4 separate regions of the Mus musculus genome follow, and regions 2, 3 and 4 are each linked to region 1. Evidence: chromatin contacts called from public Hi-C, HiChIP or PLAC-seq and Micro-C data. All regions are on one chromosome and are shown on one strand. The core of a region is the stretch at or near the end of the contact, and the rest is flanking DNA. Distances in the headings are between cores, read along the strand shown. Region 1 has its middle 24 kb from the start of Il6st. Region 2 has its middle 59 kb from the start of Gm15322. Region 3 holds the start of Plpp1 (phospholipid phosphatase 1). Region 4 has its middle 9.0 kb from the start of Gm41067.

Region 1 (2,674 bases), core at 52-2,551:
TATAAATAAAAAATGTTGTGTTTAATAAGAAAGAAAGAAAGAAAGAAAGAAAGAAAGAAAGAAAGAAAGAAAGAAAGAAAGGAAGGAAGGAAGGAAGGAAGGAAGGAAGAGCAAGAGCGAGCCAGGACATGTTTGGTAGAAGCTAGGTATGGTGAGGTGGAAGGGGGTGCCTCTGGGGGTCCATGCTAAGACAACTCTTTCCTCTGAGGGACTAGAAATACGGTGGATAGAGTATGGAATAGAGTATGGAATAGAGTTTAGTTAGGGCATGAGAAGGGGAGTTGAAGAGGAGTAGAAATGGGGGGGGGGGAGGCACAGGGGGGCGGGGGGATGGGAAGGGGAGAGAAAGGGAGTAGGGACAGGGAAGAGAGGACGAGTGAGGAGGAGACAAACAGCCGGTTTTATAGTGAGTCAGACACACCTGACTGTTGCCCAGTAACTGTAGGGCAAAGCCTAGAAGGAATGCTAACAAAAATGGCCCCCACAGGCTCATAGGGAGAGACACTATTAGGTGTAGCCTTGTTGAAGTAGGTATAGCTTTGTTAGAGGAAATGTGTCACTGGGGGGTGGGCTTTGAGACCTTAGAAGTTTAAGGCAGGCCGAGTGGTTCATTGTCTTTTCCTACTGCCTGTGGATTCAGATGTAGAATTCTCAACTCCTCCAGCACCACGTCTGTCACCGTGCTTCCCGCCACGATGATAGTGGCCTAAACTCGGAACTAAAAGCCAGACCCAGTTGAATGCTTTTCTTTATAAGAGTTGCCGTGGCCATGAGCTCTCTTTACAGCAATAGAACCCTAACTAAAACACTCATATATGATACACGTATTAGTTACTGCATATTTTGTATTACTGTGTACTGTGTAACTTTCTTTGTATTACCAAAAGCTTTATAACTGGAGCGGCTGGGTTTTCTAAGTGGATAATCTGGATAACCTGGTAGTGATCTAAACTCTTCCAAACCGTTCTATCTCATTTCTGTTCCGGGGATACTGGTTGTTGCTGAAATGCATAAAAAATGCAAAATCACTCATTCCCCTCTGGATCCTTCAACAAAAAGAGTTAACCAATGTAAAGGCTGAGACAAAGGAGGGCGGAGTAGGAGTTGTTGCCTATCTGGGAAGGGCTGAAGGAAATGCCTGGGGCTGCACTGTTTCTTCTGTCCTGGTCCCCGGCCAGGAGCTTGCCCAAGATAGCTGTGGGCTGAACTGATTTTTTGTGGTCAGTGATCTGCCACCTTTGCTCACCCAGTTCCCCTTCTCTCTGCCTAAGCCACCGTCTTTGTCTTCCTCAGCACTTACTGGGGCAAGGGCCACGCCCCCTCCTCACTTACTGGGGCAAGGGCCACGCCCCCTCCTCGCTTACTGGGGCAAGGGCCACGCCCACATCCTCTATTTGGGAGAGAAAAGTTGCAAAGTAGCGGCTCACCCCAGTGAGAACTTATTCATCTCTCTGAGAAGTCAGACCGTGACTTCTCCATCTTCCCTGTTATCCACAGCAACTCTCACTAACGGCTCTTCTAATAGCTTCCTGAATGCCGCTTCCTCTTCTATTAAGTTCGCAGATTAATGTTTAATGTAAACCGGGATGCACTTCTTTAATGAAGACTTTCAGAACTCTAGTAGTTGGAATAAAACTCCAGCTCTGCCTGGCCTGGAGTCTGTCCTTTCCACTCCCTCTTCTACTGATTCTTTGTTATTTCTTCCAGGCTCGTGCGTTTCCCTTCCCTATAACATAGCAAGAGCGCTTCAACCCCGGGGGCTTCTAGATTGCAGTTTCCTCTTTCCCTCTCTCTTAGCACGTGTGTGCAGCTGGTGGCACCCAGGCTTCCTTTCTGTTATCTGTATCTTGATCCTGGCCGCTCTCAGCACATCCTGTTTCTTTTCTTCAGGGAATTTGCAATCATCTATGATAATCTCGGTTATCTGCCCACTTAGTAAGTCTCTTTGCCTTCGGGGATGGCGACTCTAGAGTGGTTGGAATTGTTGCTTCCTTCTGAATTCCTGAATCCCTGGAACCACACATGGAGGTCACAAAAATTCCTGTTTTAGACTGTTAACTCTGGTTTTCTTTCGGTTGCTATGAGACAGCATTCTGATTCAAAGCAATTCAGTGGGGGTGGGGTGGGGGCGGGGAGGATGCATTTCTGCTTACAGGTTACAGCCCATCCTTTTGGGGAGTCAGGAAGAGGACTCAAGTAGAAACTTGAAACGTGGACAAAAAGTGCTTGCTGGCTGGATCTCTCAGGCGCATGCTTAGCTGGCTTTCTTATACAGCCAACGACCACATGCCCATGGAATTTGGTGCGCTGGGCCCTCCTAGCAATTAACGATCTGATAAACTTTTCCTGGTATCCATCAGCAGGACAGGCAGGGCTGGACAATCCAGGATGACTTGACTTGCAAGCCTGACGTTTGAAGTTTGATAGGGTTGGTTAGAAGTTTGGGTTCGGCCAAGGCTGCCATCCCTAGCATGGTGGTGGTAAAGAGCACTTATTTCTCTCATCTGGTAGCACATGACTTTTAGAGAGAAAGCCTTAAAAAACCTAGATAACAGACACTTGGAGAAATATCTAGTTTACTTTTAGGATCAAGTGAGAATTTTCTAGAAGACCACGGTCATAAAAGAAGGTACTGAGGTTTGTTCATGCCGAATCTTGATTCCTTAATGTGTCA
Region 2 (2,674 bases), core at 105-2,604, 500 kb after region 1:
TACCAACACACAGAAGAAAGGCTGAGTGGGAAAAATCACTGACCCTCAACCCAGTGACCTGCGTGAGGATGGCTTTCATCAGAAGCGAGATGCAGAAGTAGTAAGATGAAGGAGTTGGACTTTCTGATCAAAGCCAGAAACGTCCGTCCAAGGTAAAGGCATACGTGAAACCTTTACAGAAGAGACAGCATCGACGAGAATGCTTGGTTCTTTACAATGCATTCACTGTGGGAAACTAGCCAGGCCCAGCAAGCTGACCAGGGTCCCTTCACCCCTGTGCCCAGGACAGTTTGGCCAAAGGACATCTAGGGTGAAGGCCTCAGTCAGTGCTAATCTCCATATCCCGGAATAGCCCAGAGAACTCGTCCAACCTGCAAGTCTGCCTTTAAAAAAAAAAAAAAAAAAAAAAAAAGCCTTTGGAATTCTTTGTCCAGCTCTGCTTGGTATACACGGGAATGATTCTTCTGGGACTTCTCTGGTGACCTAGTCTTTGCTATAATGACATCTCTCAACAGATCCACCAGCCCTCAGATTCTCTCCCAGACACTAATAATAGGTCCAATTAGAAGTAAAGATTCCAAACAGATGAGGCACGAATTGATATACACGGCCGGCCTGGCTGCCACAGATCCATTTCTTCCCCTGCAGAAAAGACACCAAACTGGCCTTGAGGAGGGAACCTCCTTTTTTGAACAGTTACCATGGCAACTGGAACCCTTTTCTCCCCAGGGCACCTGCCCACAGGCTCCCACCAGCCAGCTGGTAGGGAGGGTGGATCAGCCACCTCTGTCCCAAGTCACTGTGCTCATTTGACCAACAAAGGTGCCAACAGTGCCAGTTGGCCTCATGATATGGATACCTGCCCACGAGGCATTGGCCCAAACATTGGGGACTTTCACAGAGGCCAGCCAACAGCTGGCAGGCAGGAACTACCAGGTCATTGTCATCTGGGGCTGAATTGGAACATGCATACAAGACACAAAGGCTGTGTCTGTAACCACAGCATCTCTCCCTCCCTAGGGATTTGTTTGCAGCTCCAGATCCCCCTGCTCTGGGAGGAGCACGCATGTGGCTGAAGGTGCCTTTTAGAGGCCACGCCCACCTACCTTTTTTTAGCAGTGCCCTGCCTTCTGCACGCTGCCGTAGAAAAGCTTTCCCTGCCCCATGTCTGGTTTTATTGCAAATGAGAAGGTTCGCCATAAGTCACCCCAGGCCAGTGGGTTCAGAGGTGGAGTTGGTAACCAGAAGCCATGCAGACTTCCTCTCCTGGCCCCACACCAAGGCCTCCAAGGTTCTCTTGTCACATGAGGTTAGTGTAGTTTCACATCCTCTAAGCAAAGCTCTGTCGAAACTCTCTAGTCTCACATGGCATCGGCTCAAAACAACCACCTCGCTCAGCTGCCTGGCTCACTGTTCCAAGAGTGGGTCAGGAGATCTGGGTTCCAGTTTCAGCTCAACCTGCATGACCTTGACAAGAACCAGTCCTCAGTTTTGCATCAGAAAATTAAGAGGCCCGAGTTTCTATACTTAGGATCCACTTCCTCTCCTCTCCCCATTACCCTCACCACTTCAGTTTAAAAAAAAAAATAGATAGGCAGGTAGGCAGGCAGGAGGCAGGCAGACTGACTGACTGACTGACTGACTGACTGACTGATTGATTTTTGGATTTTGGAGACAGGGTTCTGTATTGCCCTGACTGTCCTGGAACTCACTCTGTAGACCAGGCTGACTTTGAACTCAGAGATCCACCTGCCTCTGCCCCCTGAGTGCTGGGTTTAAAGGCGCGCCACCATTACCCAGCATTCCTGATGCTAACCCAAGAATCGCCAAAGACTAAGGGATATTTTTTCAACTTTTCAAAATCAGACATCTCAAAAATACTAAGCCAAGTGAAGGGAACTTTTTCTACAGGAGAGTGCATGTTTTATGATTATAACATGAAATGCCTAGACAGGCAAAATTAACCAATGGTAAGACACAAACATGCTTACCCACTCTCACAGGAATAGCTGTAGATTGCCTCTGAGAGTGTGGTAGGAGCAGGAATTACTTAGGAAAAGGCATAGTTGACAGTATACATTGTACCTGGGTGTGTTTGTGTCACACAATCTATGTCAAAACTCATAGACTACTATTCTTCAGATGGATTGAACGGTGCAATGGAGTCAGAAGAGTAGACTGTAGAATTGGTGAGCACTGGGTGCTCTTGACAAAACACTGAGGAAACATACGCAATAATAAGTTCCTGATCCATCCATACCACCCTTTCTCCACCCCATCTCTTTCTCGACTATTGGCCTCTTTCTTATTGAATGAGACAGGGGATATATCTGATATCCTATGATGATTAATCACTCTATGCCCAGCCCTCAAGGGTAAAAACAAGTTCTCTGCAGCCAGAACTCGCCCTTGAGCCTCTCTGCCTCTGCTCTCTGGTTGCCAACATTTTTGATATAATTTATTTCTTTCTTTCTTTCTTTCTTTCTTTCTTTCTTTCTTTTTTTTTTTTTTTTTTTCGAGACAGGGTTTTGATATAATTTCAATTGACACAACCCAGTAAAGACATTTTAAATTTAATTCCAAATGTAATCAGAGTGTATATTTTTATAACCACTCTAAGAGTTAGTATATCGACTACCCAAGGACAGATTACAAGCATATATTTTCCTATACT
Region 3 (2,674 bases), core at 129-2,628, 360 kb before region 1:
CTATCCCTTGACAAGATGACTCTAGTTTTGGAGGTTTGGGAAGTTTTGTTTTTGTTTCTCCTGAAGGAGAAACAAAACAAAACAAAAAAAAACATCTGGAGACGAAAGACCCCAGAATTGAAGTCTTCCACCAGGGAAATAACCTTAACTTTGCTGTAGCTAAAGAAATTAAAGAAGCTAAAGGCGCTCCGTGCCAGGCTGTCACAGGAGACAGGCACACCAAGGCAAGGGCTGCGCTATAAGCCAATAGCAGGACTTCTACGGGATGGGATGGGGAAAAGCAAGCTTCTTCAGACCTCATCAGGCAGAAACCTGGCCATCTCCATCGCTCCTGCAACCTGACAATTTACAACCTGACGACGCCTTCTAATTAGGAACGTTCTAAACCTTTTATAGACGAAGAAAACTTTCAAGTGCTTCTCACCAAGTTATGATAAGCTGGGCACTGAAGCCTGCCTGCCTGCCTGCCTGCCTGTTCCCAGGGAGGGAAAAGTCCGAGTGTACCGAACCTCCAGCTTCGCTGCAGAACCTGATGAGCCAGAGACCAGGATTCTCTGCACGGTGCAGAGGGAGGAGCCCACCCTGCCTGTTAGAGTGGGCCGGGAAACAGAGGGTAACAGCACAGGCGAGAACAGAGGCCAAGCAGGGCTAGACTCAGCGCACCGGCAGACAGGCAGGGAGAGCCCACGCTGGAGCCAGAGTGTTGGATGCAGAAGCGGGGATCACCCCCACCCCCACCCAGCCCCGGCCCCCCGAGCTGCGCAAACGGCTCCCCACAACTCTCTCCGCAGCCACCGGCGCACGCGCGCGCGCGCACGCCGGGCACACCCACCCCACACCGGTGCGCGGCTCCGCCTGGAAGACCCCCGGGCCGCGGCGCCTACGTACCCAGCAACACGCAAATCACATCGAGGGCCACGTACGGCAGCCGCGTCTTGTCGAACATGGTCACCGGCTGGATGGTGTCACCACCTGGTGCGAGTGGCGGGAGGAACAGACCGCGGCGGTCCAGATACCCAATTCCCAGAGCCCCGCCCTCGGGATGGCGGCCGCCCCAAGCGACTGCGAGCCTCTTAGACTGACGGGAGCAGGGACCAGGGCAGTTTGGATTGGGCCGCCCTGCCACCGAGGGCAATCGTGTCCCGGACTTTTCCCTTCACGGACCCGGTACTGGGCCAGTGGCCGCCGATCTGTCGCCTCAGGCGCCTGCTCTCTCAGTGCTGGCTCGTCGCGGCCAATCGCCCTCCGCTGCCCTGTGCCCTCTCCAACAGGCCGGGCGAGCTCTAAGGATGAGGACTGGAGGAACACCGCTCCTCCCGCCCCAGGCGCGCCGCTCCGGCCAGTGCGCGGTCTCGCCGGCTGCAGCGCGCGGGGACGAAACCCAGGCCAGCGCAGACAGCCAATCAGCGCCATCGGCCCCGCCCCGCCGACTTGCGGAGCCCGCCCCGAATCTGGAAGCTGGTTAACGGGGCGGGGCCAATTGCAGGGATTGGGAGTCCTCTCTTTAGTCCATTCAGCCCTTTAGTGCTAGGCGATGCTTCCTTTAAAGGAGAGCCAGACCCCGATACACCATTCCATAGCTCCTGCTGCCCGCCATCCTTCTCCTCCCATGGGCTCTCCCTCCAAACTGTTTAAATGAGTTACCTCTAAGCCCCTTTCTGTGAGGGGCCTGCACCTTGGCCTTCCTGTTGGTCGTAGCTGAGCTTCATTCTAGCAAGAATCCTTCTTGCCCTCTGGTCATTCTTGATATTCTAATACTTAATATCTGAACCCTCCCGCCTTTGGTGTACGTAAATCCGCAGTCTACCCTTAGCAAGAATACCCCTGCCATTAATGTCTTCTTAGTCATGTTCTGTTCACTGACTTCGAATCTCCAGCTCAGTTTCCGCTAACTGCAAGTCATGTCTCCTACTGCAATAGACTTCGTTGGGACTTCACTTGGGAGGAGTTTGGAGACTTGTTCAATGGTAGAGCTCTGGCTTTAGCACGGAGGGGCCTTATTTTTGATCAGTAGCGCAGCTTCAGCCATGCTCACACAAACAATAGAGTTAACTATGTCTTAAGAAATATCAATGATTCAATAGTGGCAGTCCCCGTACCCATTCCCAGGAGGCCTCCAGAACACATTTAGTAATCTCAGTTTCCAAATGTGTAAAAAGAGGATCTCAATGATCCCCGCTGTCTATTCTAATTAAGAGGAAGTGGTGAGACTCAGAGAAGATAATGTGACAATTGCTTTATAAAGAGTTAAACCACCACTACCAATCTTAACAATACATGGTTTCCTCCTTGCTCAAGACTTTTTTTTTTTTTTTTTTTTTGACAGAGACTCCTTTAGCCCAGGCAGGCCTCACATTCGGCTGTGTAGCCGAAAATGGTCTTAACTCCTGCATCTACCTCCCAAGGCGTTACAGGCATGAGCCAGCACCCCTGGGGTTTTTCTTCTTATAGGAAGATGTAAAATACAAATCACAGAATGTGCCTTCTGTTTTCTCAGGTATTTCCTGCCAAGCATCCCAAAAGACCAGTGAGTGGAAAGATGCTACTTCCCAAGGGGAGTCAGATGTGTTTCCAAGTGCAACTATAAGCCATAAAAATGTGTATTTGTAAAAGTATATTCTTATTTTAAAGATATATGGATTTTTAAATTTCAACTTATTTTAATTGTTTCTAA
Region 4 (2,674 bases), core at 70-2,569, 320 kb before region 1:
GAGGACAGAAAGAAGTTCTAACTAAGATCGTTTTTTTAGGAAGTTGGTGCCAGTTGTCAGGGAAGCCGCAGTGGTAACCTGTACTTTGAAGTTGGACTCGGACCTATTTTTACATGCCCAGGCGGGAGACAAACCTCAAAGCAGGTGCTGACCCAGGCAGCCCCAGGCAGCTAACTCTGCTTAGATCCACTGTGTGGTGGCTCCCACGAGTGACTCCACAGTATAGAAAGAAGGTCCCCACACTGGGCCACCAGCCCTCTCTGTGCAGGGGTCAGCCAGAAATTAGTGTCAGTGAGACATCACAGGAAGGGTGTTGGAAACATCCAGAAACAGGAAGTAGGTATCTTATTTGTCAGAAAAGGGACAAGGAAGCAGCTTGCCCTAGGTCATGTGGCCTCAAGGGTACATGCCTCAGAGAGAAGGAGAGAGAGAGAGAGAGAGAGAGAGAGAGAGAGAGAGAGAGAGAGAGAGAGAGAAACACCATATAAAGGCAGAGACTCCTCACTCTCCATTTCAGTCCACCTCTAAACATTCTATCTTACAAACCCAGGTAGCCCTGTCTCTGAGTCCGTGGGAGTCAGTCTCCGTTACTTGTAGATGAAAATACTCTGACACTAATTGAAGTTCAAAGAGGGAATTCCCGTAAAGGGCTGAGATCTTAACCAACACAGTCTGGACTCGGCTCATGCCAAGTAGATCTGGGCCACATCCCGTATTCTCTCCGCATCACATCCCCGCACTGCTTCGGTTCCTAGAGCACTCTGCATCCTCTCCCTGCCAAGCTGCCCTCCCAAATCCCACCCCCCACTTACCCCTCAGCCTCGTCCCCCACCCACCCCACTCTGGCTCAGCTTCGGAGCTGTGGAACAGGGCTGTTCAATTTCTGAAGCTGTTGACTCCAGACAGATTTCCTTGAGCCCTGGCTGCTGAAGTTGGGTTTTTTTGTTTTTTTGTTTGTTTGTTTTTTCTCTGCAGAGTCTGTGTCTCTCCTAAGCAGAGACCTTTTCAAACACTGCCTTGACTGCTCTTTATGAGTCACCGATCACCCTTATCTTTGAGGTGGGTGCACAGTGACCAAACCTTCTGTTTCCTCCACCTCCCGGCTTGAAGCTTCAGGCGAGGACAAAACCCAGGGCTTTGTGTGCTAGACAAATACTCTACCAACTGAGCTAAATCCCTAGCAACTGAAATGTATTAGTGTATATCGATTATGCAAGTAATGGGGTTCCACTATGACATTTCCACACGTGTTAATAGTATATTTTTATCATCTCTCCCAGTCTCCCTAGTGATCTTTTTCTTTTCGCCCCTCTGGTTCCCTTCTACCTTCACGCCCTTTGGGAGGGTGGCCCATGCATTTCAGTGGAGTTGCTTATAAGAGTGTGGGCCCCTTACCAGTGCTTTCGGCGGTTTTTTTGACACAGAGTCACGTGTATCCAGGCTGTTTCCGAACTCACTGAGTAGCTAAGGGTGACCTTGAGTTCCTGACCTTCCAGCCTCCGCTTCCTAAATACCAACACCAGAGCAACCTGGTTCAATCCCCTCTGCCTTTTATTGTACATTCATTGCTAGTACAAAGTATGGGCCTTCCCCCACCCACCCTCACCCCCTTAACGTTACCATCTATCCCTTTAAAATGTACGGTCCAGAGCTGGGGCTGTATCCCAGAGGAAAGTCACTCAATGCTGGTACAAGGCTTTGTGTTTGATCCCTCCCTTTGTTTGTTTGTTTGTTTGTTTGTTTGTTTGTTTTAGTATGCTTATAAATTCGGCTGAGTCCTTCGTATTGCCTATAATTTCAGGAGATTTGCATTGTTCCCAAAAGAAACACTCCCTGTTGGCAGCCCTCCCCCCATTTGCCTCTCCTCCCAGACTCAGGCCGTCTGTTTTCTGTCTCTCTAAATTTGCCTGTTCTGAACATTTTCAAATAAATGAAGTTTTACAGCCTGTGGCTTGGTGTGTCTGGCTTCTTTCACTTGGGCTGATATTTCTCAAGGGTCAGCCAGTTGTAGCATGCACCAGTATTTTATTCTTTTAAATGGTTCAACCGTACTCCATGCCATGGCTCCTTCCCATTTTGTTTGTCAAAGCCGAGGGACATTTGACTTGTTTCCGCATTGGGACTATGATGCTGCAGGATGCCACTGTGAGGATCTGTAGACCAGGACTTGTGCAAATGCACATTTTCCAATGCTCTTGGGATACCTAGGAGTAGAAATGCGGGGCTGCGTGGTTTCTCTGTTTAGCTTTTTGAGAAACTGTCAGAATGATTGCCAAAGTGGCTACAGCTTTTTCCATTCCCAGCAGCAGTGGGTGTGGGCTGAGGCCTCCACATTGTAGTATAAAAGTCAATGTGAGGAAAGTTATTTGAGGTGAACAAGAATGCTGAGGAGGACTGAGCTCACCAATCTGTCAATCACTGATACCCTAGAGCTCACAGTGACGAGCAAGATCAACTTCAGATTGAATAACTCATGTCACCAAAACTATCTGTAGTTTTAGAAAGCATTCAGACCCATGGGTAGAAAAACCGCAGTAACTTTACAATTGAAAGCCACATAGCACCGGCTTTTGCCTAAGTCTAAGTCATCCCCTACTGGGGCTTAGACATGTCTGGGCCTGCTGAGGACACTGGGCTGCCAGAAACTATTTTTTAAGAGAGACCAGTGAGTTTG

What was found. Hi-C and Micro-C count contacts between places; a contact is called where the count stands out from the background. HiChIP or PLAC-seq counts read pairs in DNA pulled down with a chosen protein or histone mark.
Region 2: a contact with region 1 is called in a Hi-C map of B cells, with 1.8 times the contacts expected there. The contact joins two enhancer-like sites. A contact is called at or near these places in 1 of 484 Hi-C or Micro-C datasets (B cells) and 1 of 115 datasets of contacts at active chromatin or transcription factors (embryonic limb bud).
Region 3: a Micro-C map of embryonic stem cells shows a contact between it and region 1, with 5 times the contacts expected there. The contact joins the promoter of Plpp1 here to the enhancer-like site in region 1. A contact is called at or near these places in 2 of 484 Hi-C or Micro-C datasets (both in embryonic stem cells) and 1 of 115 datasets of contacts at active chromatin or transcription factors (memory CD8 T cells).
Region 4: a contact with region 1 is called in an H3K27ac HiChIP or PLAC-seq map of embryonic stem cells, with 5 read pairs. The contact joins two enhancer-like sites.

The regions. Positions count from the first base shown.
Region 1 is chr13:112,438,753-112,441,426 of GRCm38.p6, reverse strand. No RefSeq gene overlaps it. Among named protein-coding and RNA genes, the nearest start is that of Il6st, 24 kb to the left of the region's middle. Within about 2 kb of position 1,301, at least 185 of the 459 cell types and tissues checked have an H3K27ac peak or open chromatin away from gene starts, as enhancers often do. A contact at or near this core is called in B cells, embryonic stem cells and memory CD8 T cells, where this site is marked.
Region 2 is chr13:111,934,806-111,937,479 of GRCm38.p6, reverse strand. No RefSeq gene overlaps it. Among named protein-coding and RNA genes, the nearest start is that of Gm15322, 59 kb to the left of the region's middle. Within about 2 kb of position 1,354, at least 164 of the 459 cell types and tissues checked have an H3K27ac peak or open chromatin away from gene starts, as enhancers often do. A contact at or near this core is called in B cells, where this site is marked.
Region 3 is chr13:112,799,481-112,802,154 of GRCm38.p6, reverse strand. Plpp1 (phospholipid phosphatase 1) reads right to left here and starts at 1,378. Exons shown (of 6, transcript NM_008903.2): 1 at 889-1,378. The coding sequence starts at 946.
Region 4 is chr13:112,758,351-112,761,024 of GRCm38.p6, reverse strand. No RefSeq gene overlaps it. Among named protein-coding and RNA genes, the nearest start is that of Gm41067, 9.0 kb to the left of the region's middle. Within about 2 kb of position 1,319, at least 81 of the 459 cell types and tissues checked have an H3K27ac peak or open chromatin away from gene starts, as enhancers often do. A contact at or near this core is called in embryonic stem cells, where this site is marked.